3 separate regions of the Mus musculus genome follow, and regions 1 and 3 are each linked to region 2. A link is a contact called in public Hi-C and HiChIP or PLAC-seq data. All regions are on one chromosome and are shown on one strand. Each heading gives the region's core, a stretch centred on a gene start, on an enhancer-like site or on the middle of the called end of the contact. The rest is flanking DNA. Distances are from core to core; before and after follow the strand shown. Region 1 overlaps Jade2 (jade family PHD finger 2). Region 2 overlaps Ppp2ca (protein phosphatase 2 (formerly 2A), catalytic subunit, alpha isoform). Region 3 holds the start of Hnrnpab (heterogeneous nuclear ribonucleoprotein A/B).

What was found. A called contact is a pair of places that touch in the nucleus more often than the background predicts. HiChIP or PLAC-seq counts read pairs in DNA pulled down with a chosen protein or histone mark.
Region 1: a Hi-C map of bone marrow-derived macrophages shows a contact between it and region 2, with 1.9 times the contacts expected there. The contact joins two enhancer-like sites. A contact is called at or near these places in 8 of 39 promoter capture datasets (the C10 cell line, the HPC-7 cell line, the SN4741 cell line and 5 more), 2 of 15 datasets of contacts at CTCF or cohesin (large pre-B cells and pro-B cells), 20 of 484 Hi-C or Micro-C datasets (the AML12 cell line, B cells, CD4 T cells and 13 more), 3 of 115 datasets of contacts at active chromatin or transcription factors (effector CD8 T cells, embryonic stem cells and memory CD8 T cells) and 3 of 9 other capture datasets (adipose tissue, embryonic stem cells and liver).
Region 3: a contact with region 2 is called in an H3K4me3 HiChIP or PLAC-seq map of bone marrow-derived macrophages, with 2.8 times the contacts expected there. The contact joins the promoter of Hnrnpab here to the enhancer-like site in region 2. A contact is called at or near these places in 1 of 39 promoter capture datasets (pre-B cells), 3 of 484 Hi-C or Micro-C datasets (CD8 T cells, embryonic stem cells and muscle stem cells), 2 of 115 datasets of contacts at active chromatin or transcription factors (bone marrow-derived macrophages and extraembryonic endoderm stem cells) and 1 of 9 other capture datasets (adipose tissue).

Annotation. Positions count from the first base shown.
Region 1 is chr11:51,830,491-51,834,761 of GRCm38.p6, forward strand. It overlaps Jade2 (jade family PHD finger 2), which reads right to left. Exons shown (of 13, transcript NM_001357588.2): 6 at 763-923; 7 at 1-137. Among named protein-coding and RNA genes, the nearest start is that of Gm30110, 23 kb to the right of the region's middle. Within about 2 kb of position 2,166, at least 123 of the 459 cell types and tissues checked have an H3K27ac peak or open chromatin away from gene starts, as enhancers often do. A contact at or near this core is called in the HPC-7 cell line and bone marrow-derived macrophages, where this site is marked.
Region 2 is chr11:52,115,167-52,118,944 of GRCm38.p6, forward strand. Ppp2ca (protein phosphatase 2 (formerly 2A), catalytic subunit, alpha isoform) reads left to right here. Exons shown (of 7, transcript NM_019411.4): 3 at 2,821-2,994; 4 at 3,503-3,592. It also overlaps the pseudogene Gm30631. Among named protein-coding and RNA genes, the nearest start is that of Mir3061, 9.7 kb to the right of the region's middle. Within about 2 kb of position 2,160, at least 9 of the 459 cell types and tissues checked have an H3K27ac peak or open chromatin away from gene starts, as enhancers often do. A contact at or near this core is called in the HPC-7 cell line and bone marrow-derived macrophages, where this site is marked.
Region 3 is chr11:51,605,238-51,609,479 of GRCm38.p6, forward strand. It overlaps Hnrnpab (heterogeneous nuclear ribonucleoprotein A/B), which reads right to left and starts at 1,644. Exons shown (of 8, transcript NM_001048061.1): 1 at 1,430-1,644; 2 at 1,103-1,349; 3 at 224-392. The coding sequence starts at 1,326.

The sequences.
Region 1 (4,271 bases), core at 916-3,415, 280 kb before region 2:
GTCGCAGACAACGTCCTCGTCGTACTCGATGCCCAGCCCCTCCTGTGTCTCAATGGCCTGTGCCATATTCTGGTGGCACAATGTCTCTAGCTCCTCTAGAACACGCTCTAACGTTAGCTCATCCAGCTCGGGCTTCTCTGTGGGTAGGATGGCAGGGAACACCGTCAGCAGCTCAGGAAGCTTTGCAGCCAACAGGGCAAATGTTATCAGTGGTGTCAAGGGGAAGGCTCCATCCATCCATTTACAATGGTGATCTGGGCTTCAGCTCCATCAGGGACAACAGACCCACCCAATCCCACAGGTTCCTGCCCATCAGGGCCACCTCATTGTCTAGAGTCTGCCATTACCACTCACACACATGTGTATACGATGTAGGGTGTGTCTGGGATACAGCTGGATCCATGAGGAATCTCCTGCTTGCATGCACTGTGTGGGTATCAACTATGTGCACACACAGATAACGGCTAAGCTGGTCTTTTCTGGGACATATCAATAGGCTTCATCTGAGAGATCCATGCCCATTAGCCCGATGCTTACGAATTATTCACATGACATCGAGTCCCGTGAATTACACGGTATTTTTCACCTCTACCTGACAGCTGTAGATACTTGGGAGGCAGAGGCAAGGAATCCCACACCTGTCGGTAAGGCTGTTGGGATGTGCCCCAGTCACAGCCACCGGGGGTATAGATACTGGAGGGGCCCGGAGGAAGATCCTCCCTGACATCTGCAACCAGGTGCCTGGTGAAGAGCGTCACCTACCCATCTCCTTGAGCTCCGAGTTGAGAAGTTCCAACCAGTACGCATCGATCTCATCCAGGTCGTAGCGGCTGCCTCCTGGCCAGTCAGGATGGGCACCCTCACCAAGTGTGGGGCTATCTGGGGACATCTGCGTGGGGGGGCCTTTCAGTGGTGGGAGGAGCCTGGGAAACAGAATGGTAGTGATAAAGAGAGAGGCCTTAGCTTGTCCTCCTCGGGCTGCCCAGCTGAAGAACTGGTTGCCCAAGGGTAAGATGGGTGTGAGATGCTGATGCCCGACCACGCCCATCCCCTCATATCCACCTCCATTCCCATTTCTTTCCTTGTTACCAGTCTGCCTTACAGACTCTATTAACTGTGGATCTTCAGGAACAGTACGTCCTAAGGGCTGTAAGGCAGAGTGAGGACCATGTGGGAATGACATGGGACCCTGGTTCACCACAGTAGCATCTGCTTTGCCCAGTTGGGGATTATTCCCAACCTGGACCAGCCCTGCCTGGTCTGCAGGAGGTGTCCCAAGTGCCATTCTGGTTAATGCCCTGTGCCAGCTACTCAGGGACAAGTGAGACAGAGCCAGCTGGATTCTAGACCCTTTGGCAATACCCCTCCAGGCTAAGACCAAAGATTGATTGCATGGCTTCATAATCTCTGGCCCTTCCTCACCAACAGCCTACAGGTCTTGAGTTGAAGTCTGGCTGCTTTCCCCAGGTGTTTCAGCTCCATGGGACTCTACTATAGAACCCTGGAGCGGGCTTTCTGGATTAGAGGTGCATGGTCACTGAGACATGCTGGCCACACACCTTGAACCTCCCCATGAACCACACAGGCATGGTGTTTCTTACTGCTTCAGCTTGCCTCTCCAAACTTCCAAGCTCCAACACTGTCTCAGATCCCATGCCAGATCAGTTTTCCCTTGGGACCAGGAAACCTGCTGCAGGCACCAAAGCTCCACCCTTGAATGTCTGTTCCCTCCAGTCCCCAGGAATACTACTAACATAATCTACCATAGGCATTTGGTGAGAGGATGGCAGGGATTAACAAAGAAAGCTCTTAGCCAAAGTGCTAGGCAGGTGGTGGTGGTGGAGGTGGTAGGCTGACTCTGTGTGTGTGTGTGTGTGTGTGTGTGTGTGTGTGTGTGTGTGTGTGTGTGTGTGAAGACTGCTAGATGTCAATCACCTTTCTACCCCCCCCGAAGTGGAAAATAAGGGGCACTTTGCCTCAGGTGGGTGGGGTCCTCCACACATCTGTGTGCTACCCGTCAGATTCTGAGGCCAGTTCAAAATGCCAGGCCTTCCCATACCCACTGGTTGCCATGGTTATTGTCTGGAGCCTGGCCTCCATCTGGCCAGCCCTGCCAGGCCTGAGAGGCCCCACACTTGCCCAGGAGGCCTCCTGGGGTCGGAGCCAGGGCTTGCCAAGGGCTGTGACTCAGCTCAGCCTGAGCAGGGGAGGGAGGGTTCAAGATGGCACAAAGGGCAAGGGCTGAGCTTCAGGGAGGGCCCCTGGCTTCAGGAAATGCCCTGGTGTCAGAAAGGGGACAGGAAGGATGCTGGGTACAGGGAGCCAGGGGTATAAGCAGAGAGAAAAGACTGTAGGCTTGGAAGTCATGAGGACAATGAGAAGGGGTCAAAGGCTAAAGGTTAGTGCCACCACCCACATGAGAAGAGTCATAGGTAACAATGATGGCAGGACCCTCCTCCCACGCCAAGTAAACTATCTCAAACAGAAGCCAACACCAAAGCCCTCAGTACAACCAAATGCTGCCTTTCCCAAGAAACTGTCACTTCAAATGAGCGTCTCTTAAAAGCACAGCCTGTAATTTTGTCACAATCCAGCTTTGTGTGCCCTAAACATACACTTAGTCAAGCGTTTGAGCATCCCTGTCTGAACAGCCACCTACTGCCAAATACCAGTCACACCTGCTTGCTTCACTGGTGTGGCCTGGCTGTCCCTTTGGGGAGCCAGAGCTGAGGGACACACACCAGAAAGAGCACTTCTCCCAGGCGCGAACTGACCTGACCCTAAGCCAACACCTCTTCCTCAGACACAGCAGACAGAATGAGCTGGACAGTGTGGAAGGAAAGCTCCTTCAAGACCTACAGGGGAGAGCAGAGGCTATCCCAGAGATGTAGACAGACGCCAGAGGTTTCTTTTGCCATGGACCAAGTCTAAAGGGACAGTGCAAATCCTCAGGGGCAGATTTTAGACCATGAGGTAAGCACAAGTGCCCAAAGGCCATTTGAGGCAGAGGAGTTGGGCTGGCATGGTGTCTGGGGGAAGAGTAGTCAGAGTATGCCTAATACTCTTACCCTAGGCCTCACAGGGACAGCCCAGGGTTTGTTCCTGTGGTCTGTCATTTCCTGGCCCAGCGGCCTACTAGGCCCCATAGGAAATTCCCCTGAATTTCCTGACTTCCTCATCTATAAAGTGGGGACAGTATTGTGTACCCTACAAGAATGGTCCCTGAAGAATGGCGAGAGGCGCTCAGTATCCCTCATGGTAGCTGCTACAAAGGCTTCCAGGAGGCTGTGCAGTGGGGAGGCACCCAGATTGGTGGGAAGCTGGAAAACAGGGGTGTGACGACCCCCTGAGTTTTAAAGTCTGAAAGGACACATTTGCCCATCTCAGCACGTCTGCTCTCAGTACAGGGAGGCTCTGCATGTCTACCTCATGCCAGCCACGCCCAGCCATGAGGACCCTGTGCATGTACTCTGTTAGTAGAATGATTGCCCAGCACAGGAAAAAGCTCTGCGGTCTATCCCAGCACCACGTAAACGGGATGTGACGGTCATCCTTGGATACACACCAAGTTCAAAACCAGCCTGGGACACATTAAAAAAAAAAAAAAAAAAAAAAAAGATAGCTACGAAACAACTGAACCGGATGAAGGATGCTGGAACCTCAGGCGGCCAGACAGCATGGTTCCTCTCCACGTCATCCGATAAAGAACCCTATACATGGTCTTAATGAAGTCAAGCCACCAGGGGAGGGGCAACTGCAATCAGTTGTCATGCTGCACATAGTGACAACTTGGCCTGAGAATTCTCACTTAACCCTGACTCCTACACCGTCAGGTGACCACTGGTATGAATAGCGTGGCGTTTCACAGAGGAGCAGGCTGCTTCAGAGACAAGGTCAGGGCACAAAACCCAGTAGGATCTTGACCCATGTTACAGGCCCCAGAAGGGGATCCATCTGTCATCATCCATCTGTCTATTATCCATCTGTCCATCATCCATCTATTCATCGTCCATCTGTCCATCCACCCATCCTGATTGTCAAAGGGCCTCAGATCTGTCCCAGAGTACCTAAGTTGGACTGAGCCTTCCTAACCTGCAAGCCTAGCACAGGGCTGGCACAAAGCAGGCTCTTCATACATGTGGCTGCTAGCAAGCAATGGTGCCAATGTCAAAGGAGGGGATAACCGTGACCTTTGCCCCAAGTGTCATCTACTTGGTCTCCTTGGTCCCAAGCCAAAGTGATGAGGCTGCCAACACCAGGAGGGGGAATTA
Region 2 (3,778 bases), core at 910-3,409:
CTCAGACTTCTTAGCTGTGTTCAGGGAACGATGATCCAGGGAATGCAGCCTAGTGTCTATAGAGTGTTTGGTTAGCATGCAAGAAACCACCCTGGATTTGATCCCAGCACAGTGTAAGTACGTGATGAATTATACAGGCTTGTAATTCTAACATTCAGGAGATGGAGGGACAGTTCTAGGTTAGCATTGGATGTATAAAACCTTGCCTCAAAAATTCATAAAAACCAAGAAAATTTAATGTATTAAAACTAAGATTTTCTATTCTTTAAAAAATGTAGCAAAGTTTATAAAAACAATTGTTCAAATTGTTGTATTCTTGGTGCTTCATATTGAACTCAGCCTCTTGCATGCTAGCACAGATTCATCACTGAGCTATAGCCTTACTTCAGATTTTAAACATTTTTGCAGTTGCTTGTTAATTTTGTGTAACACTGTGTGGGTACAAACATACCACTAAATATGTCTTGTAGTTAGTTATCTCCTTCCACCATATGGGTCCTAGAAATCAAACTGGCAGCTAACAGATAAAATGTAGCCATATTGTGTCTTATGACTTGGGCTATCTTGGGCCAGTGAGATGACATAGTGAGTAAAAGACAGTTACCACTAAACCCGATGACCCGAATTTGAGCACTGGAACCCACATGGATGAAATGAGAGGACACATACGTGCACTCACAATAAATGAAATGTAATTTTAAAATCAGACTTGGTGACAGGCACCTTTACTGTCAGTCATCTCATAAGATAGGTCTTATTTTTATTGTTGTTGTGTGGTGGTTCTGGGGAGTGTTGTTTGCGTTGTACAGTCTCTAAGCCAAGGCTACCCTCAAGTCCTCAAGTTGGTTGCAGTCTTTGGGGGAGGGGGCTTGAGACAGGATCAGGCTGTAAGAAACCTCAAACCCTGATCCTTCTGCTTCTCCCAAATACTAGGATTATAGACATGGACCAGCATGCCTAACCTTAGATAATCTAATTTTATTTGTTTGTTTATTTCTTGACATTAGTTCACATTTAATTATTACAGCCACTGACTGTAGTGGACTATTAACACACCTTCATTTACATTCTTTTTGGTTTTTCGAGACAGGGTTTCTCTGTGTAGCCCTGGCTGTCCTGGAACTCATTCTGTAGACCAGGCTGGCCTCGAACTCAGAAAACCACCTGCCTCTGCCTCCCGAGTGCTGGGACTAAAGGCTTGTGCCACCACGCCCGGCTTCATTTACATTCTTGATTAGAGTGATTATCACCTTTTTGGGTGTTCTGTGACAGTGGCTTGGAGCCTGTGCAAAGCACATGGAGGTCTGAAAATCTTTCAGTTACAAGTTGGCTAAAGCAAGCGTCCTTTCTAGTTCCTTTAGCTGCATATTGCCTTGGGTAATCATCATTGTATCCTCTTCTATGGCACTTTTGTTTCTTTTAAATTCTTTCCTGGCCCAGTCCTAAAGGTATTTTTAGTCAGAATCACTTGGAACTTGCCTAATCGCTCGCAAAATCTTTCTGTAGAGGAGGAGAACTTGCTGCCTTCTCATGAACTGCTTCAGCGTCAGGGCCGCAGGAGGCAAGCGGGAAGCCGCCCTGTTGCCTACCGATAATCTGATTTTAAATGGGCAAAGTACTGAAGGGCTACTTCATACTAGAGGGTACATGATGGCTACTTCATACTAGAGGATACATGATTAGTAAGGACATGGCTAGTTAACATCATTAGTTATTAGAAAAATCTTACGTTAAAGTCCCAAGTGCCAACTTCACGTCGGTTACTAAGACAGTGGCTGCAGTCCATACCAAGTGTCCTGTCAGGAATGTGAAACGAGCTTTAAGCTCTCACCTTACTCTCATCTCTAGCCCTCCTTCTCTCTCTTCCTTCTCCCCTCTCTCCACGTGGCCATGGCCGGCCGGCCTCTTTCTTTCTACCTTCTCTCTTTCTCTCTGCCTTTCTACAATAAAGCTCTAAAACCATTAAAAAAAAAAGGAATGTGAAATGAGTTTGCCACTTTAAAGAATTGGTGAAGTTACATATAAATCGATCATGTAGCCCAATAGCTACACTCTAGGAATATGTTCAAGAGAAAAGAAAGCATGTGAGCAGATGAGCTCAGTAACTAAGAAACAGGAAAACTGGAGCAGATACAGGAACCATGGGTTGTGGCCTGCCCTCCCCCGATGCTAGTGTGCAGCTGTGAAAGGAGCACACCCTCATCTGTGCTGTAGCATGGTGACTCAGGATAGCTCGCGCTCCGTGGGATATGCAGCACAAGAAACACTAAAATTTCTAGAAAAGTCATTCTCAAGACAGAAATAAATGAGTGGTTGTCCGGCTGGAAGAGTGGGGCCATTGCAGATCGGGAAGGAATCTTGGCAAGACTCTAAAACTGAGTTATGGTAATTGTTGCATAACTAAATTTAGTAAAGGTCAGAAAAAAGTATGATTTTTATTTCACACAAGATGGTGCAGGGGGTTTGGTCTTAATTGAGATATTGGTAAGCATTTTATAAACCTTTAATTAAAAATGCTTATAATCATCAGGCTGTGGTAGCCCATGCCTTTAATCTCAGAGCTCAAGAGGCAGAGGCAGGTGGATCTCCTTGAGCTGAAGAACAGCCAGGGCTACACAGAGAAACCCACCCTTGAGAAACAGCAACAGCAGTTTTAAAAAGTTTATCATCTAATTTCAGTTCATTGAAGTTTAGAGATGTGCACTCTCAGCCCCTCCTCCTCTCAGTTGGAACTCTGGATTTACCTATAGAAAGTTGTATGAAGTGTCTTGCTTTTTGTTTTTTTTGGAAAGAGCTGGCATCTGTTGTCGTTTTCTTTAGGTTCGTTACCGAGAGCGCATCACCATACTCCGAGGGAATCACGAGAGCAGACAGATCACACAGGTTTATGGGTTCTACGACGAGTGTTTAAGGAAATACGGAAATGCAAATGTTTGGAAATACTTCACAGACCTTTTTGACTATCTTCCTCTCACTGCCTTGGTGGATGGGCAGGTGTGTGTACCATAAAACTCACTTCTGGGTTTCTTCCTGTTTCCAATAATTGTTTTCTTGGTGTTTAGCAGGCAGTGATTTTCCATTTGGGGATACATTACTAAATACTGATAAGTTCTTTTCTAGGTGCTGAACTGTCAGGATAAGATCATGGGGTGGAAAATGTAACCTATTCAGCTTTGGGGGCTCTTTGTAGAGGGGTCTGGGAGATGGAAGGCATTGTTTACCAGTGTGAGGGGGACTGTCAGGCTCTGGAGGGACTGTGGGTAAGCTAGAAAAACACTCTTTAGAAGGAACCTCAGGGATGGTGGTTGGTCAGGAACAGGAATAGATACTGTACTCTGTAGTTGGTATTAGGTCGAACAATAGCCAGTTATTCAGGGTCCATCCTCATCGAAACAGAGCCTAGAACTGATGTAGCTAAATGGTGTCAGCTCCTGTCTAATGTGTAGTCCAAAGAGTTCAGTTTCTCTTAGGTGTAATTAGCACTTGTAATCAATCTTTTTAGATCTTCTGTCTACACGGTGGTCTGTCACCATCCATAGACACACTGGATCACATCCGAGCACTCGATCGCCTACAGGAAGTTCCTCATGAGGTATGGCTGACAAATTCTCAGACACTCCTTAGGAAAAACAAAAATCGTTTAGCTGTAGCATAATTTATCATATGTTCACTCGGGTTTCAAAATGAAATGACATGAGCTCCTTACCATTGCTCATTAGACGTTTAGAAGCCTTCCTGGTCGTCACCACTAGCCCATCTGTCTAATAATAAAACTCAG
Region 3 (4,242 bases), core at 394-2,893, 510 kb before region 2:
AAGGCTGAAAAGGCAGCTCTCTAGTTCCTGCCCAGCTCCCTACCCTCCTGCAGGCTTCTCAGTAAGCTTTTTATAGTAGAATTGCAATCGCCCAGAATCACTCAATCTGTACTATCCCTCAAAACGACTCTAAGCTCACTCGTGGCAATCACCTCAACACTGCAATGCCTGAGTTCCTTAGGATTCAGAATCCTAGTAGATTGCTGTCAAATACCCAGCTTACCTTTTCCACACTAGAAGAATCTTTGAAGAGAATAAACCCAAACCCTCTTGATCGTCCAGTGTTGGGATCCATTTTTATTGTACAGTCAACAACCTCTCCAAACTTAGTAAAATAATCCTTTAAGTCTTTTTTGCTGGTATCCCAGCTCAGACCACCAACGAACATTTTTCTGCAAGTGAGAGACAAGACCACAAACCTTAGAAGCTGTAAAAGAATTCTGACACTTTTCCTGGCTGGGGAAGGGCTTATGGAGCCACAGTCCCATGGACCAGTCTGAGATGGTGCCCCCTTTCAAGTTAACCCTTGCGTCGCTCTGCAATCTCGACTCAACTGGAACTCACAGCTGAACGAGACTGTACAGCCACACACGGTACATACGGGACAAGAATGTGACCCATGACCCCTCACGAGTTTAAAATCAGCGTGCCCTGCACTCATGAATCTACTTGAGCTCACGGCCTCCCAAGTACCTGCCCCAAGGAACTCTGGGTTTCCCGGTGCCAAGACCGCCCCAGGGTTCAGGCTGGAACTCCGCCCCTCGACTCGCGGCAGGCTAGGCCCGGCCCGCTGCGCGCCAACTCCGCCTACGCAGCAGAGACGCAGCCCTCGCGGCCCGATTCGCGATCCGCCGCTTTTCCTCTTCCGGGGCCGCCCGCCCCGAGGCCCGAAGTAGCCCAAGCACCGCGCGAGCGGCCCAGATCGGCCTCACAGTCGACCCCGCAAACTCCTGCAAACTCCGAGGCGCGTAACCGCGCCCGGGCCAGGCGGCAAGCGCGCCAGGCAGGCACAGCTCCGCGGGCCGCCCGCCCCTCCCCCCGCCGCGTGGCGCCAACAAAAGACGGCCCCAGAACAAAGGCGGCGGCCCGCGGCCGCACCTACCCCGCGTCCTCCTCGTTCTTGCTGGCGTTGATCTGGTCGCCCTCCGCGCCGTTCTGGTTCCCGCTCGGTGCGGTCGTGGTCCCGCCCCCAGACCCGGCCGAGGCCGCGGGGGCCGCGGCAGCCGCGCTGGGCTCGACCGGGGCCTCGCCTTCGGGGGCGGCCTCGTGTCCGTTCTCGGTGGCGCCCGTCGTCTCCATGGGCTGCTCCTCAGCCGCGTCCGACATGGTCGGCCAGGCCGCAGCGGCTACTGCAACGAGCGGCGACAGCGCGTCAGGCCCCGCGGCGCTCCCCGAGCTCCCGCCCACCGCCCGCGGCCGGGCCGCTCACCTCGCCGCCGATGACGCCGCGAGGCCCTACTCGCCGCAGAAGGCGACGCGCGGGCTTGGCCGCGGTCACGCTCGCACCCCCGAGGGCTCGTCCGCAGCCACTGACTATCGCTCCGCTCGGCCGCCGCCGTACACTGCCGATAAAGAAGACCTTAACTCCGTCCCGCGCGGTGCCACCGCCTGACAATGCCAACTCGTGGAGCTCTTTATAATGCCGAAGCCGGGCACCACCTCGTAACAACGGATACTCTCATTGGGCAAAGCGAACCGCCACTCACCATTGTCCTAGCATCTTATTGGCTGCTTCTGCGCGCGCGCTCTAGATCCGGGCGGGCTTTGTCCTCATTTTAGAACGCGCGCGAGTCGGAGAACTGTCTACGGTTCCGGTCACCGGGCGAGCACGTCCAATGTCCCCAGCTGCCCGGGGTACACGGCAGTCTGTCATCCTATCCCTACATCCTATTCTACACTAGCAACCCCGGCCTCCCAAAAGAGGAGAATGAGCCGGAGGAAGTCCCCTAAATCCAAGGTCGCCCGGAGAAAGGAGCCTAATCTTGGAGTGCTCTAATCTACGGAGTGCTGCGGTCATCGGAGGCCTTCAGCACAGCCTGCTCCTAAACCTCGGCATCCTGAGATGCCAGGGCTCCTGCCCTCTTCAGTGAGCTAGCTGGGGCCATCCATGGAGGCCTGGCGCAGTGAACGTTGGACCGTAGTATTTCCAGTGTCTGCTTGACACCCATAGATACTTAATATCGCATTAGTGTTTAGCTTTGCCTTTAATTTTTATTTCTTTCCTTTGGTTCCGTTTTGTGTTTTTTGAGACCAAGTCTGGTATCCTCCGACTGGCCTTGAACTCTTGACCCTCCATTTTCACCCCCTCAGTGCTGGAATTATGTGCTGCACCACCACTGTGCCTAGCTTAATTTCACTGATTTTTAGATGATCCTAAATGGAAAAATTAAGAGTCTTTTCATGTAGCCCCAGGATATGATTACAGACATGTGTCACCCTGCCTAGTCTGACAACTTGCTTTTGGAAAAATAGCCCTGTTAAATGAGGTTATGGTAAAGAGGGGTAGTTTTCTTTTAAGCATTGACCATAAAACTTTAAAGGCCTGGGTTAGGCCATGATTCCTGTGTATGTGTGCATACGTTTGTGTTGAGTGTAAGTTCTATGCCCTGAGTGTGTAAATCAGACAAGGTATCAATCTTCACTTTCCATTTTGTTCTTTATAATTTTTTTTTCCTTTAAACAAACTAGCTGGCCCACAACTTCATTTTTAGACCTAGGCTGGTCTTGAAGTCACAGAAAACTGCCTGCCTGCCTTCTAAGTGCTGGAATTAAAGGTGTGAGTCATCCAATGGATGGATGGATATAGATAGATAGATAGATAGATAGAGATATATATAGATTTTTTTTTTTGAGACAGGGTTTCTCTGTATAGCCCTGGCTGTCCTGAAACTCACTTTGTAGACCAGGCTGGCCTCCAGGCAAATGGTCTCACAAGCTTTGGAGATTCTCTGTCTCCTCCCACATTGATGGAGTAAGCTGAAGTTAGATTTGTGCTCCCCTGTTCAGCTGTGGGCACTGGAGTCCTGAACTCAGGTCCTCATGCTTGTGCCCACGTGGCCCACTGAACCCTCTCCAGATCCAGAACCTCTTGCCTCTTGACTTTTTTTTTTTTTGGTTTTTCGAGACAGGGTTTCTCTGTGTAGCCTTGGCTGTCCTGGAACTCACTCTGTAGACCAGGCTGGCCTCGAACTTAGAAATCTGCCTGCCTCTGCCTCCCGAGTGCTGGGATTAAAGGCGTGCGCCATCACACCCTGCTTTTATTTTATTTTTGAGACAAGGTCTTTCTACACATCCCTGGCTGTCCTGGAATTCACTATGTAGGGAAAGGCTGGCTTTAAATTTACAGAGATCAGTGTGTCTCTGACTCCTGAGCACTGAAAGGTGAGAAAGTGAGTGTTTTTCAAGACAGGACGTCTCTGTGTAGTCCTGGTTGTCCTGGAACTCATTCTATAGTACGGGCTGACCTCAAAGTCACAGAGATTTTATTTATTTATTTATTTATTTATTTATTTATTTATTTATTTATTTATTTATGTTTGGACTGGGTCTCACTGTGTATCTCATGCCCAGATTGTCCTTAATTTCCTAGGCAAGTCTCTGTCCAATCAGTCTGACAAGATTAGCTATCACTGACTTGCTAGGAAGCCTCTCACATACAACCATTTTCCTCTATTACCACCCTAGTCTTCCCCCAACAGCAATGAGGACCAGAGTTATGGCCACAAGAGTTGATGAGAAAAGCCACCCAAACAATGATGACAACTCAGGAAATGAGGCTCAAATCATTTAAGAATACAGAATCTAGGCAGCTAGCTCAGTCAGTAAAGAGAAAACATGAGGACCAGAGTACACATCCCAGGACCTTTGTAAAACAGCTGAGTGTGAAGTCCAGTGGGTGTGCTGGTGTAGGACTTTCAGAATCACAGCACTTGGGAAGCAGAGGCAGATGGAGCTCTCTAATCAACAGAAGCAAATTCCAGACCAGCTAGGATTACACAGCAAGACCTTGTCTCAGAAGAAGAGGAGGTGAGGAGCAGGAGGAGGAAGAAGAGGAAGAGGAGGAGAAAGAAAAGGAGAAAAAGGAGATAGGGTGGCAGCAGCTGGGTGTGTTTTGAGTATGTTGGGGCTGGAGAAATGGCTCAGCTGTTAAGAGCATGAATTGCTCTTACAGAGGATCACTTTCAATTTCCCAACCATCTGTAACTCCAGTTCCAGGGGATCTGATGCCTTTTTTCTGACTTC